Linked DNA regions of Mus musculus: all the other regions are linked to region 1. A link is a contact called in public Hi-C, HiChIP or PLAC-seq and promoter capture Hi-C data. All regions are on one chromosome and are shown on one strand. The core of a region is the stretch at or near the end of the contact, and the rest is flanking DNA. Distances in the headings are between cores, read along the strand shown.

Region 1 (3,668 bases), core at 720-3,219:
TTAATAACTAATTTTAAACTAACCTCTAATTCTGAAGTTTACAATTGTAACTAAAATAAACTGGAATTCTATGAATTAAAAATTCCTAGATGTTCATATGCTGAAATAAAACATTAATTAAAATAGTTTGTTAACTAACACACTACAATGTATCTGGCATATATAAACTCTTATATAAAATGTAGTGTGGCATGAAGAAAGTTATTCTGGACAGAGCACTATTATTTCTAATTAACCAGCCTTGGCACATAAAATCCCAGGAAAACCATTGAAAGCATCAATAGAAACAATAAATCTTCACCTAAAGGGCTATTACAGATCTTATTTTTTAAGTAGTACTTAGTTACTGGGGAACGGGGAAGAAAAAAAAAAGCAGGAAGTGTAATTGTATTTAGTGTCACTTCCGGCACTACAAAACGTTACAAATATATAGCTCATTGTAATGTTCTTTAATTGGCACCACCCCAAGAAAGGAGTTATTGTTCTACACTAATATCACATGTTAAGCCATGTTTCAATCAGCTGACTACTTTGTTCCACACGCATAAATACAAACTACATTTGTGTTTTAACTGCCTTACTTTTAGTGGTAGTTTTTAAATAGCAAATCATATAACACTAGCAATAACTGCACAAATAATTTCCTTCTCGGGCTTTTGTAAGAAACCAGATCGAGACACGCCTTCCAATCAGAGCGCTGCTGTAAGATTACATACTTGTTAGGAGTTCTATAGTGGTGTTGTCTCCTTGCAAGCAACTTCACTGATTCTATTCAGTGATTGGGGCATGATTTTCACCCAATGTGGCATAGAACGCCATGTGATTTGCCAAGTTTAAATGTAATCCCGAAATTTCAAACAGAATGCTGTTCACTTTAAAAACTTATCCAACTATACACAAATGTAGAAAAAAGTATGACCTAAGTTATGTAACAAACATAAATGGTAAACTGAAGAAATAACATTACGTTCATTGAAATACAACCAAGACAGCTGTTTCTTCTTAGTACTTCGGTTTCTACAAACCCAGGAGCTAAGTAAATGTTGTCTGTTAGCTGCGTTGGATGTTTTTCTATCCTTTATATTTAGAAAGAAGTGCAAAAACAAGAAAGAAACCGCTTACAGTTTTTTTTAAAAAAAAATCACATCAAGGGAACACCTAAGGGGAAAACAAACAAACAAACTCACCTTTATTTCCTTGCCCTTTAGGTCTCTGAAGCAAGACGACAGAGGTGGTAAAGAGGGGGAGGGGGAAGAAAAGTGCGTTAAACAGAGCCACTGCAAACAAGTTCTTCAGAACAATCCGCGTAGGTGTGAACCCCACCAGATCCTCCGCAACCTCTCCGCCCGGCCGCCTCCCGCCGCCTCTCCGCCTCGCCTCCGGCACCCGCCAGCTCCGGGCCCCGCGGCGGCCGCCGGGACCTCCGGGCCTGTGGTCACGGGCGCCGGCCGCAGACTCAGCCGCCCGCGCTCAGGCCGGCCTGGGCAGCAGCCCCGACAACCGGGACCCGCGGCGCCGTTACGGAGCTAGCGGCGGCTAGAGGAGCCGCGCCGCACGCGAGGGTGGAGCTCTGCAGCTCCGGCCTTCGCCGAGCCGGGGCCCTGCTCCCTCACCTGATCCACGCTAGTGGCTGACATTCTTCACCGTAACCCGAGAGGAACCGCCGCCGCCGCCGCCGCTGCCTGGGCCTCGCCGAGAGCACTCACAGCAGTCGACTACCGCCCTCGCGAAGCTCTGCTCCGGCCTCCGCCGCCGCCGCTCTCGCAGGCTCCAGGGAGAGGGCTCACGCTCGGGAGTCGCGGAAGGGGCCCGAGCTCGCCGCCTGCACACTGCTCGTCCCCGCTCGTCCTCCGATCCTCGGGCCCACAATGGCGGACAGGCGCCTCAGCCCCACTTCCGCTCCGGGCCGTCCTGACCTTCCGCTATCCAGTCTGACGTCCACGCACACCTCGCAGTTCCTCCCCCACTCCCGCCACGGCCTCGGGCTCCGCCCCCGCCGTGCACGTCATCGGAGAGGGGAGGGGGGCAGAGACCCGGAGGCGCAGCTGTACTTTAGACGCATGCGCGGTACCGTGAGCGTTGGGCTCGGGCGTTGTTAGCCTGGAGGCTACAGAAGCGGTCCAGCAGCGCCTGTCCGCTCAGCCACCACCGGGCGTGCGTGCGTGCGTGCGGGGTGCGGGAGCACGCTCTCAATGAATGCTTTCTAACTCTCTACTGGGATGGGGTTGGTTTTTATTGAATAAAATAGCCTTCGGAAAGAGAAACAGTTGCAAGACTGCTGCCCCTCCCGAAAAAAAGAAAATGTTAAAATGTCCCTAGAAACTGGTAATGTTACTTTCTTACCTGTTGGCAAAAACAAAGAAAGTCAGTCCAATTATAATTTTGGCATTTTTATTGAATTTCCTTCCCAAGTAAGATTTCTTTACAGGTGTGGTGTAGTGTGCATTCCTAACTAGCCAAATCCTTTTAAAACCTCCCAGTTTAAGTGCTAACCTATGAAGCAGGAAATTAGGAAAATCACAGTTTTCTATATGTAGTACCACAATATTTTAGAATCACTGTGTCAAGATTGCTTCTCATGCAAATCCTCAAAAGGCAATTTTAGGTGTGGTCAACCCAAATCCCTTTCTCTTGTGTTCCTTCTGTTCGGACCCTGAGCTGCAAATCAGTCCATTTCCCAAGGTCCCCCTTATTCTACATTGCTCTACCTAGCTCCCACTCCCAAAAACATTTTTGGTTTTCAAGGAGTTTGTCGGAAGAGGAATTGAGGCTGGAAAGTTGAAAGTGCATAGCGAAAACTAATAGAAAAGGCTTGCAGGCCTTGACTTTACTCCTATCTGAGAAGCATGGCTTTGGAATTCCACGAATCTCAGTTTGAATTCTTACCTAGCAATGATTAGTTTATAACCTTGGAGAAGTCTCTTAACCTAAACCTTGGCGTCATGAGTAAACTAAGGCCTGACATACATAATCAGCCACTTCTTGTTTCTTCACTGAGTGAGTCCCCGCATCAAAACTGTAACTCAGTGAGTACTCCTGAAATGTCAGGCAATATAATTGATTAAATAGTCACAGTATCTTGTGTGATAACTGCTGCTACAAAAATTGAAGGCTGGGTGAGGGAGCACATACCTTTAAACTCAGCACTTGAGGGTGGATCTCTGTGAGTTTGAGGCTAGCCTGATCTATATGAGTTCCAGGACAGCCAAGGCTACGTTTCAAAAATTAAAAATTTTTTAAAACCTCATTCTGTAGCCGAGGCTGTCCTCGAACTCAGAAATCAGCCTGCCTCAGCCTCCGAGTGCTGGGATTAAAGGTATGCGCCACCACTGCCTGGCTCCAAAGTAAGTTTAAGAAATAGTCCAAGGCCAGCAAAATGGCTGGGCAGATAAGGGCACTTACACCAAAAACTGACAACATGAGTTCTATACCTGGAACCCACGTGATAGGAGAGAACCACTCCTGAAAATGTTTTTCCGATCCCCGTGTGTGTGCCCCTGGGATCACCTCTAGAACACTCCATCAGTGCCGCAGAGGTGGCTGTTCTCCTTCCAGCCATCATCACAACCCCACCACACTAAAAGGAAAGAGAAAAGAGCGGGGCAGGCAGGGAGAGCAGAGTGCTCTCTCCGGATATTTCATAGCAATTTTATTTCCCACACCTGTCT
Region 2 (3,668 bases), core at 808-3,307, 1.6 Mb after region 1:
TTTGGTTGGATTGTTTTCATAATCAAGACCAACGTGTGCTGCCCAAACATCCTCGGATGTGCAGCCTTCTAGGCTTATCAAGGGAATATTCTTAGAGAAAACCCACCCTCTTCTGGTAGCTGAAAATGAGCAAGTTCAAGCTTTAAAGCTATTGTCTTAATTTTCAAACTCTTAAGCAGTTGGTGTATGGTTATGACAATTAAAGAGACCAAGAGTGACCTGGCATGAATCCAGATCCTATGCATGAGTTTATAACTTTCTTTACTCTCAATGATAGCTAGTTAGTCCAGAATGTAGTTTCCAAAAAACACAAAACACAAAACAAAACACCAAAAACCTTAATTATGTTTCTTGCTGGTGGAAAAGCTGAGGTCCTTTCTAACTGCAAGCTGGAATGCATTTTCTCTAAACTGAAATCATCTCTTTACTCCCACTACTACCACTTATAAATTGAGCATGCCGAGTAGAATGGTATTTCCATGGAACTACAGTGCACTGCTCAGAGATGCTAAAAGTAGTTCAGAATAGCACACACAATGTCAAGGGCATCTGTGGTAGATTTTTATGCTAGCTAGTATAAAGTTGCAGGAAACCTACTTATTGGCAGCAAGGAAACAGTTGCAAACCTCAAAACACCAATTTCTAAAGGTGTCTGAAGTATTTGCTGATTATCTGGCAATTACAGAATTATTTAGGGACAAATTTTGTGCTATTATATGCTCTTAATAGCAATCTGTTTTCTGACCTATCAGAAATCAATACTGTTGAATTTACTTGCTCACTAGTTACACTGTCAAGTTATATAATGTATCTAAAATATAAATTCCCAGAGTCATTGCTTACTAGAAGAAGAAAAACAAAACAAAACAAAACAAAAACGACCCTGCATAATTGCTGTGGTGATTAGTAATAACACATATAACATTCACATAGACATCATCCTCAAAGCGATAACCATTATTAAATATAAATGTAAGCATTCTTTTGAAAAAACCTCTTCGTTGGCAACCCTTAGATCAGGCCTGAGACTAAATTGTTTTCATTATATTATAAATACCACGGTTCTGATGGAGTAGAGCAGGCACCTCAACAAAGACAGAGAATATTGTAACAGAAATGCCTGGATCTCAGAAATAGCTAACTGGCCAGTGAAAAACAAGAGAGGGTCTAGGTTGAACTGGTAAGGCTCACAGAGTATGGAAAATCCAGGGGCCTGAAAAACCACTGAGCAGTCTCAGTAACATAAAACAGGGTCAGTAAGAGTTATATTTGGTACTTTCAACAACTGTATGGATATGTCTCTGATTGTGTCTTATGCAAAAGAACTTAAAAACGGGTGAGAACTGAGGCAAGAGATGTAAGCAGGGAGTAGAGAAGGCTTGCCTTGCTGCTTGCCCCACTTCTCAGGCTCCTGGAAGGAGACCAGGAAGAGCAACAGCTAGGGGGTGCGAAAGTGGGGGCGAGGAGAGGGGAAAGAGGAAGCTTGGGCTCAGCAGGTCCGTAAGAAAGAACCGCAGGTTGCGCTGGGTGGTGGAGAGAAAGGAACCCCGGGATCTGTGGAGAGGATGCGGAAGAACCCTGAGCTCAGCTGAGTGAGCCAGGAGGGATTCAGGGCTTGGCAGGGAGGAAGCCAGGGCAATGCTGGGAGGAGTAAGAGAAGCCCCGGGCCGTGCAGGGGGAACACAGAGAAACCCCGGGCTATGCTGGGGGACAGAGAGGAGCCCCAGACTGTGCTGGGAGGATGGGGAGGAACCCGCTTCCTGCACAAGCCCGGCTCTCCGAAGCCAGCCAACCCGAGGTCCAACCGGGTGGCGGCAGCTACCTGTGCAGGCCTTTGTCCATGAAACACACATCCCCGCAGCTGCTGTCGCCATCCTCCCGTTCGATTTCGCTACACACCGCCGCCTCCATGGTACCCGCGACGGGGAGTGGGTGTTAACCGGCGCCCAGCGCTGGGTCCCAGCTTGCTCACGCCTCCAAAAGCGGGAGCGGGGAGTGAGCAAGGGGCGGGGCGAGGACTCTAACCGCCTGCCGCACTTTCCCCGCCCTGCGCGGCCGCAAAGCAGGACAACGGCGCCGCTCAAAGAGGGCTTGACTTTTACGGCATCTGCCTTTAAAGTAAAGCCTTTCCATTTGTTGGTTTGGAATGAGTGGGCTACTGAACATTATTTATAGCCCACTGCCATATGGAGGCGTTTTTCTCAATAGTTTGCTTTTATACTTCGTGACGTGATCTTGCAGACATAGTAATGTTCCCCGTTTTTGGTCACTGAACTCCTGTTAAATCCTTAAGTATTTGTGCAATGCCTTTATTTATGTATGCTGGTCTCCCTGTGATGAGAAAAAAATGTTCAGCTTTTTAAAGAATTCGCTCAAGAGACACTCTTCAATGCCTCTGCAAAAGCAAACACTCCAAAGATACTTCACTGGGCTGTTTCAAGGTAGAGTTGGTGAGACAATGGTTTTTCCATTGTGGTATAAAATTTTTCTTTGGTAGGTGATGACAGTCATGACATAAGTTGACCCCCTTTCCCTCCCAACTGATAGACTGATCTCCTTTCAGGGACCTTATTTCCACAGTTCTTCAGAAAATCTCACAAAATGGTAGGGGATGTTCAGACTATGTTGAAAAAGATATTCTAACGATGCCAAAGAGTTTGTACACCTTTGTTAGTGCACACGTGTGGGAAAATATCCTGATGTTTTAGTTTTTTATACAGTGGGGACAACCTATCTACAGCCTCAAGGATGTGTAGCCGCCACACAAAGGCATTGCAAAGATAAGGAGACAGCCACCAAAATACAGTTTTCCTGGCTACCACATAAATAACTTGTTGGGGACAGCATACCATGACAGCGACTGCCCGCAGTAGGCCAGGATGGAGACATCTCAGTAGCCCACTGCAGCTCTTTGTAGAAAACAGTCGTTCCCACTTCTAATCTTATCCCTGAATAACAGCTGTATAGAATTCATTTGTGGGTGCCTGTCTTTCAGTTGGTCTTGGTGGGCATAATTATTCTATTATATCTGACTTTCTTATTTCTTTCTCCCTTCTGCTCTGGTGAATTCTGTGAAACTAGACGTTCCTTGATTCTTAAACAGTTAAAAATTGAGGCATAGGGACACAGCACAGCACAGTCCTAATGGTGCCTGCTGTGTGTTCTCATCTTGAAAACAATATAATAACTGAACAATGATAGTTCCAGATTAATGCTTGACTTGCAAAGAAAGTTTGAAGAAATTATTAGAAAATGAATTAGAGCCAACATTGGTATCCCAAGAAAGGAATAGTTTTTTTGAAATTATGAAATAAATTTTGCACAACATTTAAGAGTGGTTTCTGAATAAGAAAGTAAAGATACATAAAATTATATATTCGTAAACCTAAGTCAAAACACTGGGACTCTTAGGAAAGCCATTGTGTGCAATGTGCAAAAGCAGAAAGCTAGCAGAACTATTGAGTTAAGGGTTAACTTGATTCTTTCTGGCCACTGCCTGGCAGCTTTGCCCATGTCATTTATCATTAGAGCGTCACAAGAAAATGCAAGTAGCTGGCCTCATAGCTCTGAGCTCTGAAGTATAATAATTCAAAGATTAAAGGTTAAATAATGATAAGTTTACAATTATTGTTATTTTGGCTACAGGCCTGGGAATAGGGAACGCTTGA
Region 3 (3,668 bases), core at 342-2,841, 1.6 Mb before region 1:
TACTCAGTAGTTCTTTGCCCCAATACCAATAGCATTTCATCTTAGGTTTAAAAAAATCTAAAGACTGACACAGTAGAGTAAAAATAATCTTGTCCTGTGATTCTCCCAGGGATGACTGGAGAAAGGAAAAAACACAATACACTACCCCACCCCCAAATGATTGGTGGTTTTTTGTTTTGTTTTGTTTTGTTTTCATTTTCTGCAGGTTATCAGAGGAGAGGTATTATTTTCATGTATGTGTATAACCACACACTTATGATCTAATGCCCTCTAGAACTACAAATCTTTAAAGGGCACCGACCAGTACAAATTGTTTCTATTCAAATATCTGGACAGCAGGGAAACAGACCCTTGGTTTCAAAGCAAGGTCCATACCCACCGGGCCAAGGGGCCCAGCCATAGCCGCTTCCGCTTTTGCTTTTCTGGGTATAAGAGGGCTGATTCTTGCTCCTGCCCCTCAAAGTATTGAAAACTTGGGAAATCCTTGTACCGGAAGAAAATGGCCTAAACACAATAGGACTCGCCATTTTCTACTTGCGAAGCACAAAGCGCTTGGCGCTGCCTGCTACACAAAGGAAGCATGGGCCGCAGAATTCTTGCATATTTTCAAGAGGCTAGAAAATATCTTCCGCGAATGGCAATTTATATTGTTTGGTCACACACACACACACACACACACACACACACACACACACACACACACACACACACACACAGAGGCATCCTCACTTAGCCCTGATGTCTAGAAGATCCCAGCTTTAAGGTTTAAGTTAAAAACAAAACAAAACAAAACAAAAACGCAGGAAAGGCTCGGTTCCAGAAGCAGCGCTCAGGGCCGTGTTAATCCTCCCAAGACAACGGGTGTTAGCGGTGGGCAGCAGAGGGCTCTAAACTAGGTGTGTTGTTGTGGGGATGGAGGCCCATCATCTCCCAGTCTAAGATCTCTCCTTTTGACTCCATCCTGTCCCCAGAGCTCGTCCGGTAGCTCCGTAGTCCTACCCTTTGAGCGACAGGAACCAATCTTTCAGCGAGGATGTTAAGCTGGCAGCAACTCTTAAGGATGCTCAAAGCGCGGGAAACCCTGATCTGTGCGCCTCCCCTGCCCCCAGCCCACTGCTACAATCCACAGCATAATAACAGGACTCTATTACTAGCCTAGGTAAAATGCTGCAGCTTAGGTACAGAAAAACAAAACAAAACAAAAACAATGCAGGAAGCCCCTACAAATAAAAACATACAGACACAGGCAGCAACTCTGCTCACAATAGGAACACTCAGTTCACCGCGCGAAGCAGAGCTTAAAAACCCAGGAAAAGACAGACAGTACTTACAGCAGGTGAGTCCTTGAATAATCCATGGTCAGGTCCTTCGGTTTGTTAGTCTGTGCTTTAAAAAAAAAAAAGTATATACATCTCTGTGTATTTGATTTTTACATAGCTTCCATCGTTGTGAAGGAAAGAAAAAAATCTTGAAGACTTGAGAGCATGGGGGAGGGGGCGGAGATTTTCATTGTCTACGCTCTGCACACGCAGCCCAAGATATTGCTCTGTGGAGCTCCTTCCACTTTCTGCTTGAAATTCAGAAGCTTTCTACTCAGCAAAGAAGGAGTTTGGCACACACCCCCTGCCCCTGTATTTCTCCTCTCCTCTCCTCTCCTCTCCTCTCCTCTCCTCTCCTCTCCTCTCCTCTCCTCTCCTCTCCTCTCCTCTCCTCTCCTCTCCTCTCCTCTCCTCTCTCTGTCACTCACCCTCTTGCTCTTCTAAAGCTAGTGTTCTCTCTCTCTCTCTCTCTCTCTCTCTCTCTCTCTCTCTCTCACTTTTTTTTCAAAAGAGGGCAGGTCGCTTCCTGCATCCCAATGAGTTAAATCAGGCACTTCTTCTCATGCATCAGCAGCCTCTTTAACAATCCGAGAGCTGCAGGCACAAAAGAGCATTTAGCTGCCTCCAATTTGTGTAGAAGGCCTGCCCTTAATTTGTTTGAGGAGTATAATTAAATCATGAATTTCACGAAATATAAAAATACAAAATTCCTAACCTCAGCTAGTGAACCGCTAATGGTAACCTTTAAAAACAAATCTCTCCTCATGTCCCTGTTCTTAGCCAGACCGAGAACATCTCAGATACGCAAGAAGACAAGAGTTCGGACTCAAACCTAGCATGCCTTCTCCATTTACACGTCAAGGTCACACTGATAACATCCCTCAGTGCTCTAAATGAGAGCCTTTCTATTTCTTTCCTTTTAAAAAACAATAATATTCTGAATTTTTAAAATTGCCTCAGGAAGAAATTAAGTCATTTGGGAAAATCTGCTGGACTAAATAAAAACGTAAGTATGTTCTTAATATGAAATAGGATCAGAATTTGCTATACAGACACTAGGTTGAGGAGTTCTACAAATAGGCCTTGCTCGGGAGAATGTTTTCAACTTTTCCAGGCAGGACTCTGTGGTCAGTGAAGTCTGAGTTCCATGGGTTTTGATCATGTTTCTTCCAGCCACAGAGTGGGCCTTATGGGACATCAGAGCCAGAGCCTATCAAGCTTGCTGAGTCCCAGAGGGCTTCTGATAAGGAAAATGCTGCTTGTTGTTGGGAGCAGGGGTTTGGCTCCCACTCCTTTAAGTAGGTTGGGGCGCAAAAAGCAACTCTGCATTCCTGCAGTTTCTCTTTCAGAAAGAATCCAGACCAAGCCATTGCTCTACCTCAATGAAGGTGGTGGGGTGGCAAGGCCACCTTCCTCTCTCACTCACCTGCCACCCCCCCCTCCCCCAAGGCCACTGCTAGGAAGATACTTAGGAGTGTTTTTCTCCTTCCTAGTGCTCCCATCTTCTGGGAAATTGTAGAATCCCTTACCACAAAAAACTTTGAATTGTCAGTAATTTGCTGCTAAGTCTACTGTCAGCTCCTACCCCCATTTCTCATTCTAACTCTAGTCAAGAACCCCCCACACTGGAACACTGGAGAGGTGCAACTTCAGTACTACCCAATGGGAACAAAACATGTCACCACTTCCTGACTGTAAATGTTCACTCTGATACTCTAAGTCACCCTGGGCGTTTGAATTAGGCCATGTTTCACCCTGAGCACAGAGCTAAGTGAACTGGGCTATAACTGAGCTGTACCTCTGTCTGCTTGAAATATCCAACAAGCGTTCCTACGAAGATACTTGGAAACGTAAAACAAAATATGAAATAAAACATTCTAAAGAAAAGATACGTTCTTGTGTGTTTGTAAAACATGTTTGTAAAGTGCTGAGTGGGGGCTGGAATTACTTGACAAAATATCATTTCTGTGCCTGGAGTCCAGACAGAAAGCAGGTCTAAAGGTCGGTGTTTTTTATCGGGGCAGAGGACTTTGACTTGGGGAGGCACTAGGTACATCATTTTCCTTCCCTGTATCTTTTCACTGATCATGTTCATTCTATCCGTTTTCAGTTTATTGACCTGGGATGTGTGATTGCTAAAGATCCTCAAGGACTTGCCTGGCCCGTGGAGGGGCCAGGTCAGAGTGTTCAGTGCATCCCGCCCACTACGGGGAAGTTGCAGTGCTTAGCTTTGGTTAGCTAGCAGAGATGGCTCAGTGGGGTGGCGACTTCAGACCACCCAGTACAGGTACTTGACCCAGCCTCTTCTTCTCCAGTTCTGGCAATACTAGCTTTGCCCCGGAGCTCTAG
Region 4 (3,668 bases), core at 628-3,127, 1.6 Mb after region 1:
TACATATGGTTTTATATGTATTCATAAACATAAAAAGTATGCATAAGTAAAATGTTTTTCTACCTAGCCAAAAGAAAGGTATACAGGTCTCTGTAAGTCATTACTTATTATTTTAAGTAATTATTTATTACTACAGAAGTCTTTGAATCTTTAGGATAGATCCAGATAACAGAAAGACTTTTGAATATCAGACTTCTGCTATTCAATGCCAGAACCTGCTGTCATACATGTTAAGTAAGTCAAACAACTAAATCTAGAAATCATTTTCCGAGGTTTGAGCATATTTCAGGACAAACCATCAAATCCCACGTTTACCCGGAAAGCCCCGAAATTCTCTGAATTTTTTAATGTAGTCATCCACTACAGGTGAATTTAACTTTAAACAGCAGATTTCAATGGGTGTTTTGTAGCATCAGGTGTTTCTCTGCTGACCTCATTAACGCCAGTGAAACTGGAAACCGTACCATTTGAATTCAATACAATTTGAGTACTGTAGATGCCCATTAGAGGAGGGAAAGAAGAGGTGAGGGTAGGGTGGGGGGAATAAAAGTGGAAAAAGGTCCCAGGAGTAACATTTCCAAATATGAACCGACACTAACTGGCATCTACACCCAGGAAAAGGGGGGAATCCAAGTGCCAACAAGCCAGCGCCTCCCACTGGGCCAGGACAGGACACTCAGCAGAGTTCTGGAAGGCAGGCTTCTCCTGTTAAGACTCCTATTTCCTATGCCTTGGCCACCCACGGTCTTGAGGATGGTAATAGCTTCAAGCCAGGAGCTGTGAGGAGTCATAAGAGGCTATTCGCTGTGACTGTAAACTAGCAATTTTGTTTATTTTTGAAGTATTGGCTCTTTCTGAACCTCCTTGTACTAGCTGAATTTTAATTCGCACGATCCCATACTGTTCCCCTTTCCCTGCGTTGTGGAATCCTTCCAAGTTTTGCCAGGAACGGTTAAATCACTATGACTGAACTGCTTTAAATGGACGTTGTTGTTTGAAAAAAATCCGAACCATAGCAAAGAACGAAGCAAACATCCTTATAAAACCAGATAAAGCTTACTAAGTAATTTCACCACTTAGTCTGAACGGCACAAAATGACCCCTCTCTGTGTGACCGCAAATCTCAGGTCTAGAAAGTAGAAAGATTCTAAATTAAGCCAACAAATCCAATCTTACTTCCCAATTCTTAATTCTCGATGAAGAATGTCCCCTTCTAAAAACTACTACTTTAGAGGAGGTGTGGAAAGTTTTCTCTTTTCCTCTTTCATTCCGAAGAACTGGCATGAAAGTTCTTCAAAACAGGAATGAAGTTCTGCAGAGCGGTCGGTCCTTAAGCGAGTCCAGAGCAGAGCGCGAATTCCTGGGCGCTCGCTCCGGGTGCTCCTTTGTGGCCAGGGCCGCGCGGTGGCCGGTCGGTGGGGCCCCCGCATCCATCCCGGCCCCTCCGGGTCCGGAGTCTCGGCGCAGTGGGGGTGGTGGACCCAGCACCCTCGGGCGGGCCTCGCCCTCCCCATCCCCGCTCACCGCTTTGAGATCCAGGACGCCGTCCTGCGCCTCCTGCAGCAACGACACGAATTTGGTGGTAAGCAAGCCCAGGCTCTTCTCGTGCCGGCTGCTGCCCCCCGCGAGCGCCGCGGACGGCTGCGAGGATGGCGCCCCATGCGGCGGCGGCTGAGCCTGGGCCTGCGGCGTGGGCTGAGCAGAGCTCGTGGGCTCCGCCGCCGCCATCACCGCCGCGGCCCTGCTGTCCTCTGGCGAGGAGCCGCTCCGCCACCGGCAGAGGAGGTGCGCGGACTCCGCTCCCCGCCCACGGCGCGCCCCGCGTCCACCAGTCCCCGGAGCCGCGCGGCTCGCGCACGGCACCACAGAGCGCGCGGATTCACACGAGCGGCCAGCGCCGCGAGGGTGGGCCCGAGTTTAAATGGCAGGAAGTGACGCCGCGCGGCGTTGCCTAGTAACGCACTCTCCGCGGAGGGGCGGGGCAGTCGGGTTCCCTCAGGCGGAGCGTGCTTTTGGTCGGCCTGGAGCGCTCATCCCTGATCAGGTGCAAGTATTGTAAGGCTCATCTTCGCGTAAATAGGAGAACGCCGCGTCCCGGAAGGTTTTGGGACTCTGACCTTCAGTCTTTTCCAAAGCCTTTTCTGCAAACAGAAGCACCTGAGCCTTGACGGTGAAGGAAGTAGACCCCCAGCTCTTTCCTTACCTGCCTTTAGTGTTCTTTACAAAATTATACTCTTTTGCTCCCCAATAATTCTATTATTGAGACAATCGCAGCATCTTTTGACTTATTGACATCGTAAACTATGGCTCGATAGTAAGATCACAGATATAAGAGGAGGAAATGTGCTCCCACATTTTTTATTTGCAAACTTGAGACTCAGGATTAAAATCTTCAACACCTTGGGTGGGTAAGATGGGTCGGGGTAGTGTGGGGAGCAACCTCTCAGAGGCAAAGGGAAGGGGGTATGGGATGAAGAACTTTTGGAGGGGCTACCTGGAAGGGGGGGTAACATTTGGAATGTAAATAAATAAAAGTTTACAAAAAACAAAAAACAAAAACAAAAAAAAACCCAAGATCTTAAACAACTTGGTATTCGCACCTGTTGAATATCCTTCACACTTAACAAGTAGTAGGTGACTAAAAACATCATTTGGCAGGAATTAATGAAGACATATCCTTCATGCAAGAATGCCCAAATTAACAGTAGGGAAAAAAAAAAACAAAAAAACAAAACGCGAGGAGAAACTGACAGCATTAACTAGTAAATCCTGAAAACAATTTTAAACCAAAATTTTTCCAGGCGTCTGGAGCAAAACTTCTGTAGGGGAAGCATTTTCCTTCAGAGCTGCAACACTTAAAATCCCCGTCTGCCCCCCCAATCCACCTGCAGATTCTATTCCACTGACCCTTTCCAGAGAGATACCCTCTTTAGCCTGTCTTGTTACTTAGTCTTTCTGGGTCTGGGGATTGTAGCATTATGTTTACTTTACAGCTAAGATCCACTTATAAGTGAGTATGTACCATGTTCATCTTTCTGAGTTTGGGTTACTTCACTCAGGATGAGGTTTTTGAGTTCCATCAATTTGCCAGTATATTTCATGATGTCATTTTTTTTTTTAAACAACCGAGTAATACTCCATTGTGATAATGTACCACTTATTTTATCTTTAAATCCATTGTTCGATTGAGGGAATGTAGGTTGTTTCCAGTTTCCGGCTATTATGAATAAAGCTGCTGTGAACATAGGTGAACAAATGTCCTTGTAATAATATGTAGCATCCTTTGGGAATATGCCCAAGAGTGCTATAGCTGGGTCTTGAGGTAGATTGAGTCCCCGTCTTTTGAGAAACCACTATATTGATTTCCAAAGAACCTGTACTAGTTTGCCCTCCCAACCAGCAATGGAGGTGTGTTTTCATTGCTCCACATCCATTCCCCAGCAGAATTTGTCACATGTGTTTTTGATCTTAGCCATTTGACAGTTGTAAGATGGAATTTCAAAGTCGTTCTAATTTGTATTTCTCCTGATGGCTAAGGATGTTGACCATTTCCTTAAGTGTTTCTTGGCCATTTGAAATCCTTTTGTTGAGAATTCTCTGTTTGGATCTTTACACCATTTTAATAGGATTATTTAATTTGTTGATGTGCGATTTCTGGAGTCCTTTAT
Region 5 (3,668 bases), core at 318-2,817, 1.6 Mb after region 1:
ATTTCACTAATTCTCACAATTTTTTGTAATAATAGACTCAAAATCCCTTCAAGTACATAGGATTAAAAAAAAGTTCAAGGTATGCCTGATCTTTTATCTCTGATAGTTGAGCATTGTTCTTCCAGCTACAACTGAACCCAGGCAATCATAAGACATTGTGGGTTTTCTGGTTACAATACTTAAGCCAGTAGTACTGCCAGGCCATATTTCAAAGGTCCAGTTGTTTTCCCATCGTGGTGCCTTTATGTTCTCCCAGTTGCTGGATGGGATGGTCGCTTGAAGTCCCAGTTTCCCAGTGTTCTGTTGAGCCCCCACTAAGCCTAAGCAGCAGCATTCTCCCTAGCCCCTGTAGGGAAGCCCAGTCTTACCAGGTCCAACAAGGACCACTTAATGTGATAAAAGGGGTTACCCAGAAAGGATGCTGAGAAAATAATCAATGTCTGAATCTGGCAATAGCCTTCTATATAGGAGGCAGAGGGAAATACATTAACCTTTCTAGTTTGCCTTGTTAGCTGACAATAACACAGAAACGGATGTCTCCTTGCCTTGTATAATTCCTCTGCTTTTACCTGTACAACTATGTTTTTCCTTGGTATATGTAGCCTTATGTCACCATTTCAAACTAAAAGCTACACTCCACAGATTTTACAACCACGATGGTATTCTTTTACATATGTTGCTTTGCCTTGTACAAACATGTCAATAACTTCACATTTAAGGAACATACTTATGCCCCTCTCATTTGCTTCAGAATTCATAACTCTAGTTTTGCAAAATAGTTTAATGTTTTTCTATAAGTTTGGTTACTTGTGGCATCACTCTTACTCTCACACAAGGTAGACTTTTATTGTTTTGCCTTTCTTGGGGCAAGGGGATCTAATTCAAGGGCATCATTACCTGTGATATGAGCTTCACAGGTACTTATGTTTTTAGAACTTCACAGGCATTTTGAATACAAATTGGATATAAATATATATATATAATTTTGAATGATTTCTTGTACATCTGCTGTGCTGTAGGAAATTTTCTTTTTTGAACAAGTAAGTAACTTGAAAAGGATGCGAACTTTTTCTTCTTGTATGGACGCCGCCCTCGGTCGTGGCGCCACCTCTCGGACACTGCAGGGCCCGCGGCTTCGATTGGTGACACCAAGCATCTGAGACCGGAAGGACAGACTTCTCTGGCGAGAATGTTTTTCGCCTTTCGTGGGTGACGACCACCGGGTCAAAGGCGCGGGGTCCTAGCGAGGCGATGCGTGGAACCTCACCGGTGGGAGGCTTCTTCTCAAGTACCAGCTTAAACCTATGAAAAACGTCCATGGCATGCTAGTAGGCGAAGCTCCACTGAGTCGACTCCTCCTCCCCTTCGAAGGCGGCTCCTTCCGAGTGGGCGGGGTCACGGCGGACACGCCAGGCCCCGCCCAGGCTACTGTGAAGGGCCGGGCTAAGAGGCACCAGAGGGAGCTGAGGGCGTGGCCCGCTCGGGGAAGCCGGTTCGGTGGGTGGGGTTACGGCTGGAAAGCTCTCAATTGACTGGCTCGTCTTCCCGGAACTTCCTGTGTCCTGAGCTTGTGGATGGCGTCACTGTGAACCTGAGCAGCCGCGTGAACTTTGGTGAGAAGCTAATGGGGTTTTTCGGAGCGCTGGGGTGAAATGTTTGGGGCTCAGGCAGGGCGTGGTGGGAATGCTGGCTGCGGCGGCTCCGAGGGCTCTGTTCTGCCAACTTCTAGTCCTCTATCGATTCCTCGTGGGCGATCGAACTCCCGGGGTGCCCAGGCCCGAAACCTTGCGGCCACCCCTTAGCAGGGTATTTTAACAGTGTCTTCATCACAACTTTAAAATAGCACTTTTCCAAAATCTAGGTTTTAGTTAGGCTGCAGATCTTCTCGAATCTTTCTGTGTTTCCATCTTAGTAAGCATCGCTCGTCATTTGAGTCTGCAACACTATCCTTTGTTTGCTTAATGTTGATGTTAATATTTGTGCATGTAAAGTATCTGGTTGTGTATATATACGTACCCATTCTTTATTACTTCAGACTTAGTAAATAATTAGTAAGTAATAGATGAGAGGGTAGATGGGATGGAGGAGGTTAGATAACAGGTTGAATGACTTTTTACTTATTTTTACTCCTGTACGCATGCATTTTCTACTGTAATATTTTTGAGCAGAAGTACTGTTAGGGTTCAAGAGTGTGTTATGTGTGTATGTATGTTATGTATGTATGTAAATACATATGTATATATGTATTTGCACAATACATTCATTATATGTTGTATATATGGGAACATATATGCACATTGTGCATCCATATTGTTTGATTAAAAAACAAAAACATGCCAGGCACATTCACTGTATATGCATATTCCCTGTGTATGTATATTGAGGCTGTATTGGTGGAAGTTTTAGCCAAGATAGAAAGTTAGAGCAAAATGGAAAGGGAAGATATGACAGATTTTAGGCCAGAGCCAGTAGTACCAAGGATGAATAGACCAAGACATATTGCCCAGTGTATGTCAGGGCAACCATTGATGACTTTAATTTCTGGGCAGTTTATCATTTCATACTTTATAAAAATTACCACTGGGTGCAGTTGACTTGTGCAAAACTTTGGGAAACTTTCAGTAAAGAGAAAGATAAACAAAACAGTCTTTGTGGGCCAGAGTTGCAGCAGAAAAGCAGCCAAAAGCATATAGTGCAAGTGAAGATAATGAACTTCAGTAAATACCTACCACAGGTGCCTGGCATGAGTTTGCTTATGATCAAACAAAAGCAGGAAATGTAGCAGGAATGTAGAAATGTTCATGAGAAAAGCAGTATATCATAGTGACCGCTAGTCTAACTTGTATGGCTTTAAACCTTTGCATCACTTTTTAAATCTGTAAGATGGGGATAATGGTATTTACCACAAAGGGTCGGTTGTGTGTGTTGACAATACCAAGTTTAACCAAGAGCCCTTAACTAGGTGTCTCAGACCTGGTGCTAGGGATGCAGCAAGGACTGAGATGTGTGTGCCTCCTACCTCAAAACCTGGCAAATGTCTGGGAATGAAAAACAGGATTTATGTAACAACTTTTAAAATAATCAGAACTAAGATACCTTAAAATTTTACATTGATTTGTGGTTCAAAATATAAGCAGTTTAACTGAACCCTACTCTCTTTTCTAGACAATGGCCAAGAACAAATTAAAAGGGCAGAAGTCCAGGAATGTATTTCATATAGCTAGCCACAAAACTTTCAAGGCTAAAAACAAGGCAAAACCAGTTACTACTAATCTTAAGAAGGTGAGTATTTAAGTATTCTGGCATTGATTATAAGCAAAATGTAAACTAACAGTGGGATTTTGTTTTTTAAACCAGAAGTTCATAGCCTTCTTACTAGACAAGACTTTTTAAAAATATTAAGGTAAATACTGTTCCTTTTAAAATACAAATTTAAGAGGATTGCACATATACGAGGTGCTACACAATAGGCTACTAGGCTGTATGAGATTATAGAAATCACTGTTTAGACAGTATGAAGGATAGTTCTTACTAGTTCACTTGGCATATATTCAAGATTCCACTTGCAGAGGTATACTATGTAAGCCAGCAGCTTGGTAGCTAGTAGACTGGAATTTAAAAGTCTATAAAATGAAAAATTTGGCTGAAGTACAATTTTTTATTCTTCA
Region 6 (3,668 bases), core at 595-3,094, 1.5 Mb after region 1:
ATGTCACACGGCCTAAACCTATAAAATGATCAGAGGTTAGCGGAAGAAGAAACAAACTGCTTAGGAACAGGCACCCTGTCCTGTCCAGAGCTCCAATTCCCATTCCATTTTATCACTGCCAGGCTCAGCTTAAGTTCTTTCCAGCTGTTCAGTCACTGTATTTTCAATGACTGAACAAGAAAAAGAAAAAGAAAAAAATGCTTGGTCAGTTCCCAGTACATCCCAACCGAATTCTTCCAACATAATCTCATAATCTAACTTCAAGGTGTGGTCCTCTGAAAACCACTGTTTCTGCGAGAAGAATGGTTCTGCAACTCCTAGCTAGAATGTAAACTGGGGACTGGGGAGAAGGTCCAGCAGTTAGAACACTTGATACTCTTGCCGAGCACCTGGGTTCGATTTCCCGGCCCACATGGAGGCTAAAACCAGCAGCAGTCCTTGTTGATCTAATGCCCTCTTCTAACTTCCACAACATACAAGTCAAAAATTCATAAACATATTTTTTTAAAAAAAGAATAAATCTTTTTTAAGATTTAAAAAATGAACAAGATGTAAAACAACTCCTCATTATAATGCCCTTTCTAAGTTGAAATTTTAAATTTTCTGGAGAATTTTATTGAAACCAATACTTATTCGGGTACCTATTCGGGTACAATCAGTACCTACTGGCTAACACAACCTTCTCCCTAACCACAGAGAGGGTACCACTACTGGCACCTAATAACTGCCAAATAACAACAAACAAAATGATTTCAGAGACAAAACTGAAATGTGTAAAGATTGTCTTTCAAACACACAAATTAGAAGGTAATGAAACATAAGATTGCTATTTTGGCTTAAGAAATTCATCTAAATTATAAATGTCATTCATAAAAATCTAAACTTCATCTGATGTCATTTTAAAAATAACATTAATGTCATCACGACCTCAAATAAGCTGCAATAAGAAACGAGTTTTTTTTTTCCATCCAAGAAAAGAGGATGACCACAAGTTCTGCCCAGACTAAGCTACAGAGTAAGATTCGTCTCAAAACACAAAAAGGGGGAAAATAAAATAAAAGAAGGGAAAACTTTCCGTAAACTTTCATTAAATGTACTATAGAATATTATCCAATAACGTATATGCTAATTTAAGTTTTTGATATTATTATCCACAAACTCCATTTTGAAGACTATCAGTGCTTTCCCAGTTTTTCTTTGCAATTCTTTTGAGTAATTAATTGAAGCAATCAGTTCAAACGATGAACAAGAAGAATGTCTTATCCCTAATACACTTAGGCGATGAAGAAAAGTTGCCATGCTTATCAATAAATATATTTAACACCATATTATAATTTCTATAATCGTTTGCTAAACCTTGGTCTCTGAAAGGATGGGTACGGTAGGAAAGTAAGACTGAAGAACAAGCCCCAAGTTAACTTCAAGTCAGTATGCAAATTACAAGTTACCAAGATTGCTTCAACAGCGCCTGGAAGGCGTCCCGTGACTTAGTGATCTGGGAGCTCTCGCGGCTCAGTTGTCCTTGTTTCCTTACAAATGTGTCATCTGACTTCTGACCTCTTAAGCTTTCTCGGGACAGCAGTGAGCTTTTCCAGTGAAGTTGAATGAATGCCGCCGTCCACTCTGGAGAGAGCCGGCGGGGACCAGGCCCTGACCCCCAACCCCCCCACGGGGCTCAGAGCTCCCTCAAGCCCCCATCAGCCCCCTCTGGAAGCCCGCGCTCACCGTTGTGCTCGCCGTACCCCCAGCTCAGCCTCGCCATGGTCCTCGATGGAGAGCCTGTGGCAGGGACACTGTGGACCTGTGGCAGGGCGCCCGCGCCAAGGAGCTGGGCGGGCCTGGGTGGAGGGCGGGGCCGCCCGCACCCCGAACCCGGGAACCCGAAACCCGAGGGCACGGTCGTCACCCGCAGGGGGCGCCCGAGTGGGGAAAGGGATCTGTGCTCAGCAGCCAGAAAGGTTTCCAATGGGGATTTCCTGCCTTCTGAGAAGTCCACCCCAGAAAAAGCCCTTCTGGAAATGACTCACCCAGGCAGGAGCTGCTGCTGGAGTTGGAGATCTTGTCTGGGAAATGCAGGGGACCTTGATGGAGGTGGCAGTGGTGATTACACATGCACATACATCAATGCCGATAGCTGTAATAACCACCACTTAAAATAAGAACTACTAGTTAGGAAGTGCTCACCTCCCCGGGCCAGCCCTCCCTTCCCCGACAGCTCCAGCCTTTCCATCTGCATAACTCACTTCTCTGATTCCTTTTTGCTTACTCCAGCATCTTGCAGACTTGGCCCTGCATAGAAGAAGCCAAACTTACTGGATTCTTGGTTCTTAACTCTTACTGCCATTCTGACTGTGCAAGAAGGAAGGAGTTGAGAAGAGAAGTGTGTGCGCTCCTACAGAACAGTAGAAACTCACCTTCGAAGACTGTTCTAGATATATGCCCAGGAGAGGTATTGCTGGATCCTCCGGTAGTACTATATCCAGTTTTCTGAGGAACCGCCAGACTGATTTCCAGAGTGGTTGTACAAGCCTGCAATCCCACCAACAATGGAGGAGTGTTCCTCTTTCTCCACATCCACGCCAGCATCTGCTGTCACCTGAATTTTTGATCTTAGCCATTCTGACTGGTGTGAGGTGGAATCTCAGGGTTGTTTTGATTTGCATTTCCCTGATGATTAAGGATGTTGAACATTTTTTCAGGTGCTTCTCTGCCATTCGGTATTCCTCAGGTGAGAATTCTTTGTTCAGTTCTGAGCCCCATTTTTTAATGGGGTTATTTGATTTTCTGAAGTCCACCTTCTTGAGTTCTTTATATATGTTGGATATTAGTCCCCTATCTGATTTAGGATAGGTAAAGATCCTTTCCCAATCTGTTGGTGGTCTTTTTGTCTTATTGACGGTGTCTTTTGCCTTGCAGAAACTTTGGAGTTTCATTAGGTCCCATTTGTCAATTCTCGATCTTACAGAGCAAGCCATTGCTGTTCTGTTCAGGAATTTTTCCCCTGTACCCATATCTTCAAGGCTTTTCCCCACTTTCTCCTCTATAAGTTTCAGTGTCTCTGGTTTTATGTGAAGTTCCTTGATCCATTTAGATTTGACCTTAGTACAAGGAGATAAGTATGGATCGATTCGCATTCTTCTACATGATAACAACCAGTTGTGCCAGCACCAATTGTTGAAAATGCTGTCTTTCTTCCACTGGATGGTTTTAGCTCCCTTGTCGAAGATCAAGTGACCATAGGTGTGTGGGTTCATTTCTGGGTCTTCAATTCTATTCCAGAAGATGCCCCAACTGGTAAGAAGGACACATGCTCCACTATGTTCATAGCAGCCTTATTTATAATAGCCAGAAGCTGGAAGGAACCCAGATGCCCCTCAACAGAGGAATGGATACAGAAAATGTGGTACATCTACACAATGGAGTACTACTCAGCTATTAAAAAGAATGAATTTATGAAATTCCTAGCCAAATGGATGGACCTGGAGGGCATCATCCTGAGTGAGGTAACACATTCACAAAGGAACTCACACAATATGTACTCACTGATAAGTGGATATTAGCCCAAAACCTAAGATACCCAAGATATAAGATACAATTTCCTAAACACATGAAACTCAAGAAAAATGAAGACTGAAGTGTGAACACTATGCCCCTCCTTAGAAGTGGGA
Region 7 (3,668 bases), core at 742-3,241, 1.5 Mb after region 1:
AAGAAGGAGATGGAGAAGAGGAGGAAGAGAAGAGGAGAGGAGAGGAGGAGTGGGAAAAGGAGGAGTGTGGGGAGGAGGAGAAAGAGGAGAGGCTGGGGTAACAGTCCTCTATGGGCTGCTGCACCTAGCTTACACATGGCTGTGTTTAATGATGTTGGGCAGAGCTAGCAGAATTGTCTATAAGTCAACTGTGATTACTTTAAGAGCAATGCCTTCTGAGCTGAAGGGGTTTGCAACCCCACAGGAAGAACAATATCAACCAACCAGAGCTCCCAGAGCCACCATCCGAAGAGTACTCATGGATGGACCCATGACTCCAGCTGCATATGTATCAGAGGATGGACATCAATTGGAGGAGAGACCCTTGGTCCCGTGAAGGCTCGATACATCTATGTAGGGGAATGTGAGGGCGGAGAAGCGGAAGTGGGGGAGGCATACCCTCATAGAAGCAGAAGGAGGGGGAATGGGATAGGGAGGGTTTTTTTTTTTCCTGTGGGGGGGAATCAGGAAAGGAGATAACATTTGAAATGTACATAATTTAAAAATCCAATTTAAAAAAAAAGAACAATGCCTTCTGCAAGATGATATTCCACTTTTATGACTAGAGAGTGAGAGCCGATGATGGTAAGAAACGTGGTGGCATTCGCCAGCTATTTTACCTTACTCATCACCCTTCTGTCATGGCCACTACTGTTAACCTCAACTTTAAAAGTACTCAGTCAGATGGAGCTCAGTGGTTAAGAGCATTGTCTGCTTTCCCAGAGGTTTTGGTTCCGTCCCCAGCACTCACATGGTGGCTCCTCGCAACCTTCTGTAACTCCTTTTACAACACCCTCTTCTGCTTTCCGAGGGCACCAGGCACACAAGTGGTACACAGACATACATGCAGGCAAAATACCCCTACACATTGTCGTCGTCGACGTCATCGTCGTCGTTGACGTCGTCGTCATCGTCATCATCATAAGTAAATACATTTAAAAAGAGGTTTTCAGATATTCCATCAATAGTGCTCATAGGCTGGCTTGGATATCTCGGTTATGGCTGAGTTAACCGAGGCCCTCAAAACACAAGAAAGACATTTATTTGAAAAAAACGGAGTTCCTGGGCCTCTGAGCTTCAAAATTATAACCAAAGTCCCAGAAATTTTGTATGTCTGTTTTCTTTAATTCCAAAAATGTCTTTTAAGGAGTAGAACTGTGTGGGTGGGTGGGTGGGTGGGTGGGTGGTTATGTGAATGGGACACGAGGGGAACCGTGAAGCTGAACCAGATAGCAGACTACTTGGAGCTCCGACCACAAGGTCTTCCTCTTTAGCAGCAGAAAAGCGGAGCTGGGCTTGGCGATGGGCTGTGGAAAAGAAGCCTGTAATAAATGAGCCTTTGGCATTCACCTGCGTAATTGCTTTCAGGCCCTCGGTTAACCCAGTACTCACGCATAGGGTTCTATTTGCCGAAAACTTGGGAAAGAATTATGTAGAGGGGTGCAGGTGAAGCCCCTCTCCTAGCATTGATAGCAGGACTTAAATCCAGCGGTTTGCACCTGAGACCACTCCCCTTATGAAACTCTCCCCCATCCCCCACTCCCACCCCAGGGGAGGCCGCGCAGGCTGTTTACTGTTAATGAACTTTCCCCCAACCTCTCTCCTCCCTGGCAGCTGCAGAAGCAGGGTCCCGCGGGATCTGTGTGGCACCCAGAGGAGTGTGTGGTACCAGAACAGGTGGCAGGCTGCTGCTCCCTGAGGAGGATGGCCAGGAGATACACATGGAGGCAAGGGGAGGAGGGAGACAGATGAGAGCAAAGAAACTACAAGACACTAAGTGTGCTTGAGTTACTAATAAGCATCAATGAAACAGTCCCTGCGGGTCTTAGCAATAAAGAGGAAATGCTGTCTGGAAGGAGCTGGGAATCTGCGCTGACCAGAGTGAGCAAAGTGGTGGTTTTAAGCTGCCCTCTCTACTTTTCCACATACTTACCTGGTCTGCATCCTCAGAGAGTATCAGTTTTATACGCCAGCAGTGCCACCTCCTGGTTACAAAGAGGATGAAACATGGAGGTTTTTAGAAGAACTTCCCTGGATTTTCTTTTCCCCTGTTAACGTTTCCTTACCCGCTGCTAGGCTAGAATCACTTTTCCTTCGCGTTCTCATTTTCTGCAAGAGTTACTTTCGCGCCCGCTCACACTCTCCTGGGGTCTCTTCTGGAACATGTCTCTCACCACAATGCTGTTTTAACAGGTATGGTGTGAGGAACTAAATGTGTTCCTTATGTTATCAAAATGGCCACAGCAGTTCAAAGTATGAAACAACACTGAAAGAGTTTGTAAACTTATGTATTTTACATGTCCATGTCCACTCATGCAATAACACCCCAAAGCTGTAGTGTCTTTTGAGGGGTGGTTGAAGAAAGCTTTGCACATAATGTATTAGTAAAGCTAGCTTAAACAAACAAACAAATAGTGAGTTGCACACTGTGGCAGTCCCAGCACTCAGCTGGTAGAGGTAAGGAGAATCATTGAAGAGTTCAATGCCAACCTACTCTACACAACAAGCTCCGAACAAACAAGAAGGCACATTTTTCAGTCTATGCATAGTCATCTATAGAAGCATAAAACTAACAGAAATTCAATTACACTGCAATCCATATACTCTTTCTAATGTCCATGAAAAACTACTTGCGAAATAATCATCTGTTGGTATTTACCATGTTCTGTCATGCTAGAACACTATTTAACAAAATAAAACTACTGTCCTTAAGAGAGACAAAGAAAAGAGGGAGGGGGGAGAAGGGGAAGAGAGGCGTGGAGACTGGGAGAGGTGGGAGGAGGGAGGCAGAAATACTTGAATTATGCTGTTAATTTTACTGTACTGTGAAAAAAGTAAGAAACTGGGGTAAGAAAAACAAAAAGAAACAAACAGGAACACATCTTCAGGAGCAGGGTTCCAGAAAGTCAGTTTGAGGAAGCAACATTAAAAAGAATGAGAAAACGACCCAGATGAATTGTGTGGAGAAAAATACTCCAAGGGAATATGAAAAAGAATGTTCTAAAAGCAAGATGTGTTGATGAGTCAGCACAGAGGGTGGGGTTTGGGGAAGGGAGTGGGTAGAACAGCAGTGCTCAAATCATGAGGAATTCCCTAGGACACATCTAGACTTTCTGGGTCAGGGAATCTGAGTGGTGCTCCTCAGTGTGAAGACCTTTGACCTGCTGGGTAACAATCCCACCGGCTGCTATACATTAAGTGTACAGCAGCGATGGGGCAGGACCAGCTGTGCAGATGTTAAGGCAGCTTGCTAAGGACATCTATATAGTTTTGACAGAAAATGGGCAGAAGACTGTGAGACCTGAGTAGCTAATGCCACCCTTGTTGAGGAGAGTTTGCAGGGAGAGCCACCATTTCCAGAGAGGATCTGGGTAGGGGGATGGGCAGTGAGTACCACTGAGAAATCTGTCTAGACACATTATCAAAGATCCCTGGGAGCCATCCACAGGTAAATGGACATGAGCCCAAACTTCAAGAAAAAGAGATTTAAAAATAAATAAAATGGTGTCATCTACTTTTAAAAAAATGGAACATACGCAATTTTAGCATATTGAAATCGCTATCTCCAAGATTTTTTTCCCTTAGGAAGAATTAAATGAAGCATATCCTCTTAATGTTTCAATCTCTCT

Evidence for each region. Promoter capture Hi-C pulls out the DNA fragments that hold promoters and counts their contacts. A called contact is a pair of places that touch in the nucleus more often than the background predicts. HiChIP or PLAC-seq counts read pairs in DNA pulled down with a chosen protein or histone mark. Capture Hi-C pulls out chosen DNA fragments and counts their contacts.
Region 2: a Hi-C map of B cells shows a contact between it and region 1, with 8 read pairs. The contact joins the promoter of Lrrcc1 here to the promoter of Ythdf3 in region 1. A contact is called at or near these places in 5 of 39 promoter capture datasets (the C10 cell line, embryonic stem cells, hippocampal neurons and 2 more), 6 of 484 Hi-C or Micro-C datasets (B cells, the Ba/F3 cell line, LSK cells and 3 more), 11 of 115 datasets of contacts at active chromatin or transcription factors (the 230-238 cell line, DN3 thymocytes, the NIH/3T3 cell line and 8 more) and 2 of 9 other capture datasets (liver and macrophages).
Region 3: a promoter capture Hi-C map of embryonic stem cells shows a contact between it and region 1, with 10 times the contacts expected there. The contact joins the promoter of Mir124-2hg here to the promoter of Ythdf3 in region 1. A contact is called at or near these places in 6 of 39 promoter capture datasets (cranial neural crest, embryonic stem cells, maxillary cranial neural crest and 1 more), 1 of 484 Hi-C or Micro-C datasets (cortical neurons), 8 of 115 datasets of contacts at active chromatin or transcription factors (astrocytes, embryonic brain, embryonic stem cells and 3 more) and 1 of 9 other capture datasets (embryonic stem cells).
Region 4: a promoter capture Hi-C map of liver shows a contact between it and region 1, with 12 times the contacts expected there. The contact joins the promoter of E2f5 here to the promoter of Ythdf3 in region 1. A contact is called at or near these places in 15 of 39 promoter capture datasets (the 3T3-L1 cell line, the C10 cell line, the HPC-7 cell line and 11 more), 7 of 484 Hi-C or Micro-C datasets (CD4 T cells, CD8 T cells, cardiomyocytes and 3 more), 13 of 115 datasets of contacts at active chromatin or transcription factors (the 230-238 cell line, astrocytes, cardiomyocytes and 6 more) and 3 of 9 other capture datasets (adipose tissue, liver and pancreatic islet).
Region 5: a promoter capture Hi-C map of liver shows a contact between it and region 1, with 7 times the contacts expected there. The contact joins the promoter of Rbis here to the promoter of Ythdf3 in region 1. A contact is called at or near these places in 8 of 39 promoter capture datasets (the C10 cell line, embryonic stem cells, hippocampal neurons and 3 more), 8 of 484 Hi-C or Micro-C datasets (B cells, CD4 T cells, LSK cells and 5 more), 14 of 115 datasets of contacts at active chromatin or transcription factors (the 230-238 cell line, astrocytes, bone marrow-derived macrophages and 9 more) and 2 of 9 other capture datasets (liver and macrophages).
Region 6: a contact with region 1 is called in an H3K4me3 HiChIP or PLAC-seq map of stem cell-derived neural progenitor cells, with 7 times the contacts expected there. The contact joins the promoter of Car13 here to the promoter of Ythdf3 in region 1. A contact is called at or near these places in 6 of 39 promoter capture datasets (the C10 cell line, cranial neural crest, embryonic stem cells and 3 more), 1 of 484 Hi-C or Micro-C datasets (the G1E-ER4 cell line), 5 of 115 datasets of contacts at active chromatin or transcription factors (astrocytes, embryonic stem cells, large pre-B cells and 1 more) and 2 of 9 other capture datasets (embryonic stem cells and macrophages).
Region 7: an H3K4me3 HiChIP or PLAC-seq map of pro-B cells shows a contact between it and region 1, with 11 times the contacts expected there. The contact joins the enhancer-like site here to the promoter of Ythdf3 in region 1. A contact is called at or near these places in 4 of 39 promoter capture datasets (the C10 cell line, hippocampal neurons, liver and 1 more) and 3 of 115 datasets of contacts at active chromatin or transcription factors (extraembryonic endoderm stem cells, large pre-B cells and pro-B cells).

The regions. Positions count from the first base shown.
Region 1 is chr3:16,181,466-16,185,133 of GRCm38.p6, reverse strand. Ythdf3 (YTH N6-methyladenosine RNA binding protein 3) reads right to left here and starts at 1,969. Exons shown (of 5, transcript NM_001145919.2): 1 at 1,614-1,969; 2 at 1,188-1,212. The coding sequence starts at 1,637.
Region 2 is chr3:14,532,177-14,535,844 of GRCm38.p6, reverse strand. Lrrcc1 (leucine rich repeat and coiled-coil domain containing 1) reads right to left here and starts at 2,057. Exons shown (of 19, transcript NM_001163579.1): 1 at 1,823-2,057. The coding sequence starts at 1,911.
Region 3 is chr3:17,787,844-17,791,511 of GRCm38.p6, reverse strand. It overlaps Mir124-2hg (Mir124-2 host gene (non-protein coding)), which reads right to left and starts at 1,591. Exons shown (of 3, transcript NR_033490.1): 1 at 1,332-1,591.
Region 4 is chr3:14,576,880-14,580,547 of GRCm38.p6, reverse strand. E2f5 (E2F transcription factor 5) reads right to left here and starts at 1,877. Exons shown (of 8, transcript NM_007892.2): 1 at 1,525-1,877. The coding sequence starts at 1,728.
Region 5 is chr3:14,609,155-14,612,822 of GRCm38.p6, reverse strand. It overlaps Rbis (ribosomal biogenesis factor), which reads left to right and starts at 1,567. Exons shown (of 4, transcript NM_001099674.1): 1 at 1,567-1,613; 2 at 3,166-3,282. The coding sequence starts at 3,169.
Region 6 is chr3:14,639,903-14,643,570 of GRCm38.p6, reverse strand. It overlaps Car13 (carbonic anhydrase 13), which reads right to left and starts at 1,844. Exons shown (of 7, transcript NM_024495.5): 1 at 1,726-1,844. The coding sequence starts at 1,762.
Region 7 is chr3:14,677,739-14,681,406 of GRCm38.p6, reverse strand. No RefSeq gene overlaps it. Among named protein-coding and RNA genes, the nearest start is that of Car13, 38 kb to the right of the region's middle. Within about 2 kb of position 1,991, at least 24 of the 459 cell types and tissues checked have an H3K27ac peak or open chromatin away from gene starts, as enhancers often do. A contact at or near this core is called in liver, pre-B cells and pro-B cells, where this site is marked.